Linked DNA regions of Mus musculus: region 2 is linked to region 1. Evidence: chromatin contacts called from public Hi-C data. All regions are on one chromosome and are shown on one strand. The core of a region is the stretch at or near the end of the contact, and the rest is flanking DNA. Distances in the headings are between cores, read along the strand shown.

Region 1 (3,862 bases), core at 969-3,468:
AAAGATTGGCAGAATAGAAAAGACATTTTAAACTTCTGTACCCTTTCCTATATCTAAATGCTAAATTACTAGTTTTAAGCAATTAACTACTATAGATTTTCACTAGCAATCCTCAAAGGCACAACAGTTCTGCAGCCAAAGAAAAGCAAACAACCAACCTCCAATCTCCCACTTCTACCTCAGACCAAATGATGCAGAAAGTTCCACAGAAGAGAAAGGTGTGTGTGTTTGGGGTGGAGGGGAAGACGTAAGCCCCGGGACACTTTCCTATCACCACTGCCTTTACTTTTCAGGGTAATGACAATGACATGACTCTGCATATCAGAGTTTCAGGAGGTGGTTTGCTCAGATCTTAGGTTTCAACCAATGTAGAAGCACTTAGAAACACAGTGAAATCCTCTGCCCTATGTTCTGTAGGGGAGAAAAACCCAAGGGTTTTTAACGCACTTCGCTGTGGTCACAACGTTCTGCTACTCTGGTGATATGAGTCTGCGGAGAGCCAAGCTCGGCCAGGATCTTTTGCATAGGCTTTGTCTGAATGTGGTTGGACTAGAAGCGCAACATGCTGCGGAAGCAATCTTTCGCAGCCTCACTATTGCCTCTGTATTTTAAAATCCCATTATCAGACTGACCAGGGAGAGACTAAGATTCTGGAATGATTTTTTCTTTTCCAGTGGGTTTGGTCACACCCTCCACTCAGACTAATCTCTTCAACAACTAGAATGGTAGAACTGCCTCTCTAAGTGTACTCCCAGACTAAAATGGCGATTTGAGCGAAGGACAACTTACCGAACCCCTCGCTATTTCGCAATCATAATTACCAGAACGTTCCGCGTCTCCCTCCCTCCCTCCCAGCCAAGCCACTGGCAACACGCACGCGCAGTTCTCGATACCTAGTGTTAAACGGCCAACATGCTCCCTCTTACGCATGCGCACTTTCATTCCCGCGCAGAGGCCTTCTGCTTGCAGTGAGCATGCGTGATTTCACCTTCTCTCCTCTCTGCCCCACCCTCGCCTAAGGGGCCACGATCTCCCGTGCCAGCAGAGTCCTACCCATCATGTCACGCTTTCTCAAGGGTACTTGAGCGCCACCACCTGGTGATATGGTTCCTCTTTTGGCATCCACGCAAAGCGCGCCTATCTTTACTATTCTCCCTTCTCGTGTATGATTATATATATAATATATATACGTATATGTGTATATATATATATTATATATATTATATATATAATCTCTGTGGCCACTGCGTTCTGCTACTCTGGTGAGATAACTCTGTGAAGAATATATATACATATATGCGCATATATATGTATATATATTCATGCCGGGTGCATCTGCACGTGTTTCTCGCCAAAGTTATGCCCCAGTGTCTAAACCATATCATTAACAACAATCCTTAACAGGATTAACTGTGATAAACTAAGTTACACATGGAATTAAAAAAACGTCGTAGGCGATAAAGCATATCCCAAACCCAGATGGAATCCGTCAGCAGCCTAAGGGAGAGGCTACTTGGTAGACGGATTCCTTAATACAGTTAAAAACCCTCCAACCTAAAACCACTGAATCAGAGTCCGGCGTGGTGATTTACGCCTGTAATCCCAGTTTAAGCAGGAGAACGGCCGCGAGTTCGAGGCCTGCTGCTGTCAGTCTCAAACTACATTCACTCACCCCCAAGGAAAACAAAAAGCGGATGAAGCCTAATCCTAAAGACTCATCCATTTGATTCACCCTTAACAAATGAAGAACTCGAAAGTTTTTTTTGTTTTGTTTTAAATAGATGTCAAACAAAACAGTGATGCTCAGGTGCCTTAAACCTGCTTAGAGAAGTCTAAAAATCTTTCATAATATTAAGTAATGCGCAACATCCTTTTGGAGGGCTGGGGATTCGTACTGGCCTCCAGTTCTCCCTCCCCTCAAAGGAGAAAATGCACAAATTAAGGATCTCCCTGACACAAGTTCCCTCCTCCGCCCTCCATGTTACATTTTCGTCCTTCGTCGTTCCTTTACCTCCTGCTGAAGCGAGTGTCGCAGTTAAAATTCTTACGGCAGGCAGTGCCTAGAGGGTGGAGGGAGCGGCGGCATAGAGAGCCGTGCCTGGGTGGCAGCAGCGATGACTTAACGGCGATGAACACCAGGTACGAAACCTGCTATACTTGCGGCCGCGGCGCGGATGCCACGAACCCACAGCCTCTCCAGGAGCGCTGCGCTGTGCTGCAACGCATGCGCCGCGCTCCTCCCTCTCCTCAGAGCGCCCCTCTACAACTTACAGCAGCCCACTGAGTCCAGTACTCAGGTCCCTAGCCCACACTTCTTTTCCTACCTCTGCTCATACCGGCGTCCACCACCCATCCTTTCCTCAGCCCCTTTTCTAATCAATAAGTCCCCATCCTTTTTAATTTACCATCACATCTCACTACTGTTATTATTCCCTTTCTGGCTCACCCTACAATTCTTGACCTTCTCTGCTTCTCTGGAGCTCTGCTAGGCCCCCTCATATTTCCTGATGTACCCAATATTCCAAGTGTTTCGAAAACAAACAAACTAACAAACCAACCAACCAACCACTGGCATGGTGATAAGTGCCTGTAATTCCAGCGATTTATAGACAACCTCACCTCCATGACAAATTCTAGGTCAGCTTGGACCACAAAAGATCCTGAAGGAAAAAAAAATAGCCTCCACCGATCCGGGGGGTTGGGGGAATGGAAATATACGTATGTAGATTTAATTGTGGGCCCAAGTTACAAAGCCTGAAGAAAAAGTCTTTTTCTAATACCTGGAACCAGAACTCTTGGGGCAGGCTATTTTCACTCTCAGCATGTTGTTTCCTGTGGAGAATCTTGAGTTTTAAGGGTCTCCTTAAGATCCACTCCCCCTTCTTATTCAGCCCTGGATCTTGAGAGATCATCCGACTGGCTCCTGCCTGTCTATCTATCATTGCATTGAATTGTGAATTTTCATGTAGAGCATCAAAGCACCAGAACCATACAAGTAAAAAAGAGTGGGGGAGGGGAGGAGGAAGACAAAGAAGAAAAAAGGAGGAGGAAGAAGGGAAGGAGGTCGAGGAGGAGGAGGAGGAGGAGAAAAGGAAAAGCAGTCCCATGCCTGCATCTGAAACAATATCATGAGCAGAATAGAAGTAGAAGGCAGGGCCATTGGATATATTGCGACACCTAATGGACATATAGGTAACATGCATAAAAAACCCCTCTGATGTTTCAGCTTTAGTAAGACATCCCCACTTTGACAATTCCCTCCCTGGTTTCTGAAAGAGCTTTTTCTTTGAGGGGGAAGGGAGTGTGATGGAAAAGCTCTTTTCAGCCCAATTTGAGCAATGAAAGAAGCCTTTAAGCTAAGTTTACCTGGAGTTCACTACAAAAGTGTTAGCTCACATCTCGAACAAAGTTGTACTCATGCAGAATTAACAGGCTGTACTTACAAGCTCCAAACTAGGTCTGGAGAGATGGCTCAGACGTCAAAAGCACTGACTGCTCTTCCAGAGGTCCTGAGTTCAATTCCCAGCAACCACTTGGTGACTCACAACCATCTGTAAAGGACTCTGATGCATTCTTCTGGTGTGTGTCTGAAGACAGTTCAGTGTACTTATATAAGTAAAAGTAAATAGATCTTTAAAAACAAAAAACAAAATAAAGTTCAAACAATTTTTCTTGTAAAACAAGCTTAGTTCCATCTGAAGATTCCATGTAAGAGAGTTTTTCTTGATTGCCACCAGGGGAAACAACATATTTGTTCATCTGACAAACTGTAAACATAAATAGAAATGTTAGAAATCATCTCTAAATTTCCAAGATATCTCTTTCCTAGAATTTAATTTCTCTGATATTTTTAATTATAAGA
Region 2 (3,862 bases), core at 1,001-3,500, 110 kb after region 1:
CACTGTCTCACTTCCAAGCTCCCTGTTTTATGTCACTAGGCAGCTACAGGCACTAAGCCAAGGCTGATCGATGATCCATCCCCCGCTGTTTACAGATGGTGACATGAGGCCCACAGACTTTGTTCATTGCAAAGTAGGAATGAGGTCTCAGTGTGCTTGCAGCAGGCCCTTTCTTCCTCTTCCCTGTCTGCTTTTTGTCCCCATTAGCACCCTGCCTCATAGCTTCTAAGTGCTGGCTTGGAGGTCTCATTCTGAGCAGAGTCCATTGTAGCAGAGAAATAAGGAAGTGAGCCCATGATCCAGAAGGAATATAAGTGTGCTTGCTGTTGCACTGAGTTTGGCAGTGGTGCCTAGAGCTCACTAGGTGCCTGCTTCCTGCCAGGTTAGGAAATCTCTACAGCTTCTTTGGGAACACGTGGCTCCTCCAATACATTTTCCAACCACCAGAAAATGGAGCATTGTTAGGTGGCCAACTTTCTAAATTCTATATTGTGGTTTGAACAGATCATGCTCTCTCCTAAGCTCGTGTTTTGGATACTTGCTCCCCAGCTGCTGGTGCTACTTGGGGAGGTTTCAAAAACTGAGGTGGGAAGGCCAAATTGGAGGATGCAGGACACTGGGGACAGGACACTTTGAGGGCAAATTATCCTCGGCCACTTGCAGTCATACTCCTTTGTTTCCTGGTCGTCTATGGTGTGAACTGACCTCTTTCACCATGTCTTCTCTGCCATGATGGACTGAGCCATCTGAACTCATGAGTGAAAAATAAATATACTTTCCTTCTTCAAACTTTTCTGTCCTGGGTTATGTAACTGATGATGTATGCTGCTGTCAGGATGCACCAATGCTTAGGTATAACTATAAATAAGAAAGAATAAAAGAAGCCTGTCTACTCTGAGACAGTAACTGGATTGGGTCTCACCCTAACCTTTGAGGACACTTCTAATCAACTGAAGCAGCCAGTTTTGGATAGTTGACTCTTAACCCCAATGGATGGTGATCTCTTTGCTTCCAGAATCAGCATTCTTTACACTTGTAGTTTTAGGGAGGAAACCTGGAATGGCATGCCTGGGGCAGATGACAAAGTAGTCTGTCTAGAAAGACTGGCTGCCAGGATCGATGTGACTTTGATCTTCACAACCGAGTCACGAGTTCATATTGACAGCATGGTTATGGACTGCTGTTAGGATTTCATGAAACATCACAGTGCAGAGAAAATCCCAAGTGGTCACTTAGGCCGTATACTCTTGCCTGTGATCAGGATTCTGCAGATAATCCCTGACACACTTGGATTTCTTGTTAGAGAAGAGGGATGGAGCGAAGGGAAAGAGGACAGAGGACTTGGGAAGAATATGGCCCGAGTTCAAGGGCTACTGTCCCTTTTGGCTAAGTGTTTTCTTTAGACATTTTTTTTGAGACAGGGTTTCATACAGCCTCAGTATCATTATGCAGCCAAATACGACCTTAACTTCTGAGCCCCTCTGATTTTGCTTTCCAAAATGCACAGGCAGCATGGTGCCTGGTTTAAATGGCACTGAAGACTGAGCCTACAGCTTTGTGCACTGAGGCATACCTCCAGCCCCAAGCTGAGTGTTTTCTGAGGGGAATGGAGAGAATGAGGGAAAGAGCAGAGGAAGGTAATCAACATTCTCCCCAGGCCAGAGGGCACTGCAGTAGTTACCAATCTGTTACCCAACTGAAATGTTTTCTTAAGCTGCACAGCAGCGGTCCTGCAGCCTGCTGGGCCTTGGACCAATACTGGAGGGTTTGGGGTTGGCTTTATCTTTCTGTGTTTCTGTAGTGATAAATGCGCAATCTCTGCAGTCAGACAGGCATGGTTTGTCATTTTGTTGGCTTTGAGTGCTAGAGCTGGAACCCAGGGTCTTGTCTACACTAAGCACACACGTGGCCCCTGAGGGGCACTCCCAGACATGGCTTTAAGGACGGTACCCATGTACTTACTGTTCGACCTTGAACAATTCGCTTCACACCTCTCTGCATCAGTTTCAGAATCTGGGGACTGGGCCTCATAAAAGTAAACAATTAAATAAATATTGTTTTGTGCCGATTAAGAGATCTGGCAACTAGAAATTAAATATTATCTTGGGATAAACAGATGACTCACTTGAGGCAGCAAATAAAGGAAAACCCGTCCCCTCCCCCACTGCAACAACCCTCCATTCGCTAGCCCAGGTTTGTTGAGTAGCTGTTATGAAATAGGATTAATGATTGCTTAGAGCAGTAGGTCCCCAGAGCACCCCACAGGTTTCAATACACCCATAACACTGAAGTGTGTCAGTGGCAAGTCTGACCACTGACAACTAGGAGCCTGGGTTTCTTAGGGCCAGCACAAGGAGAAGCTGTGGCCTAGGCTGAGCACTGGCTCTTTGCCTGAGAAGCACCTCAGCAGTGGTGGCAGGGTTGGCAGAGGGTGAAAGTTCAAATCCCTTCATCTAGTTCAGTCTGCTAAGAGGAGCAAGTGACCAAAAGGATGGATGAGCAGCAGGCAAGGAAAGCAATACTCACAGACAGCAGCATTGAGTAAGGCGGAGTCTGGAGGCTCAAGATAAACCTGTTAGTGAGGGGAAGGTTCTGACATTTTCGTCTTTTAATGTCAGCTCCAGCTCACCTTTGAACAGTCCTTTTGCCTTCTGAAGTCATTTTACAGTATTTCAGGAGATTCTCTCGCAGCACATGGGTAAGAAGGAGACAATCTCCTTCGGCACACTGCTCCTTTCTTCCTAGCAGTACTTGGGAGGACAGTACCCTGTCCAATTCCTCCCCTGTCAGCTGTGCTGTCTCATGTAATTATTCCAACAACTTCATAAGGGAGCTGGTGAGTGCTATGTACATTGCTAAAGACTAGGGCTTGATCAGTTGATGCTGTAATTTGGATATATTTTTGTCAGCGCTGAGGATGAAACACAGACCTACTGTATGCTACCTTGGTGTTACACCACTGAGTGTTGTGGAGGTGGTGGGAGTTGTTGTTTCTTTGGTTTATGAGTCTGAATCTTGGTATGTGTAGCCTAGGAGGGCCTAGCACTCACTATGTAGCCCATACTAGGCATAAAGTGGCACTTGTCAGGCCTCAGTCTTCTTAGTGCTATGATTAAAGTGTTTTGTTATTACAGGTGGGTGCCACCTCAGAACTTGCAGAGGCTCATGTGTTAGAGGCATGGTCTTTAGAATGGAGCTGTTGGGAGGTGGTAGAACCCCTAAGAGATATGACCCAATAGAACTTCGGGACATTGGGTTTATATTCTTGAAGTAGACAATGGGAGGCTAGTCCTTTCTTCCTCTTCTTTCTCTCTTTCACTCCTGGCCACAGAGCGGGTGGTTTTGCTGGTTTACATACTACCTGCTATAAAAATCTCTATCTCCATGTGTCCAAAATTAACAGGGACGAGCTATATGGGCAGGAAGCTACAAACGATATGAGCCAAAATTAACCCTTTTCTCCTTGGAGGATTGTGATATATATATATAATTAAAACATTCTACTGCCATTATAGTGCACATGGCTATAAGTGGTAGAGCTGGGCTTCCAACCTGGCTCAGATTGACAGTGAAGTTCATGCTCTTGGTGACTGTGTTGTGTGTACTCTGCAGAAGTACTTTGTCTTACGAAAAGGAAGAACTCAAGGCTAAGTGGGTTGAGTGGTTTGTGAAGAGCTAGTGGGCCTAATTTTGTATCTTCCTGCCCTGCCTCATATTTATCTCCCTTATTCTCAATTGTATCATCAAAGGTGTGCTTTCCTATCCATGGGTATTATGTTCCACACACATATGGTCACCATGGCCTTGGAATGCCAGAGCATGTAAATATGTAAGGTGGCCTTATTCTAGCAAGGTCAGAGTT

The links. Hi-C and Micro-C count contacts between places; a contact is called where the count stands out from the background.
Region 2: a contact with region 1 is called in a Hi-C map of liver, with 3 times the contacts expected there. The contact joins the enhancer-like site here to the promoter of Ftx in region 1. A contact is called at or near these places in 2 of 39 promoter capture datasets (the C10 cell line and embryonic stem cells), 3 of 484 Hi-C or Micro-C datasets (the N1E-115 cell line and liver), 1 of 115 datasets of contacts at active chromatin or transcription factors (the SCID.adh cell line) and 1 of 9 other capture datasets (adipose tissue).

Annotation. Positions count from the first base shown.
Region 1 is chrX:103,621,536-103,625,397 of GRCm38.p6, forward strand. Ftx (Ftx transcript, Xist regulator (non-protein coding)) reads right to left here and starts at 2,219. Exons shown (of 11, transcript NR_028381.1): 1 at 2,012-2,219.
Region 2 is chrX:103,732,176-103,736,037 of GRCm38.p6, forward strand. All of the region lies in intron 1 of Slc16a2 (solute carrier family 16 (monocarboxylic acid transporters), member 2), which reads right to left. Among named protein-coding and RNA genes, the nearest start is that of Gm53059, 40 kb to the left of the region's middle. Within about 2 kb of position 2,251, at least 5 of the 459 cell types and tissues checked have an H3K27ac peak or open chromatin away from gene starts, as enhancers often do. A contact at or near this core is called in liver, where this site is marked.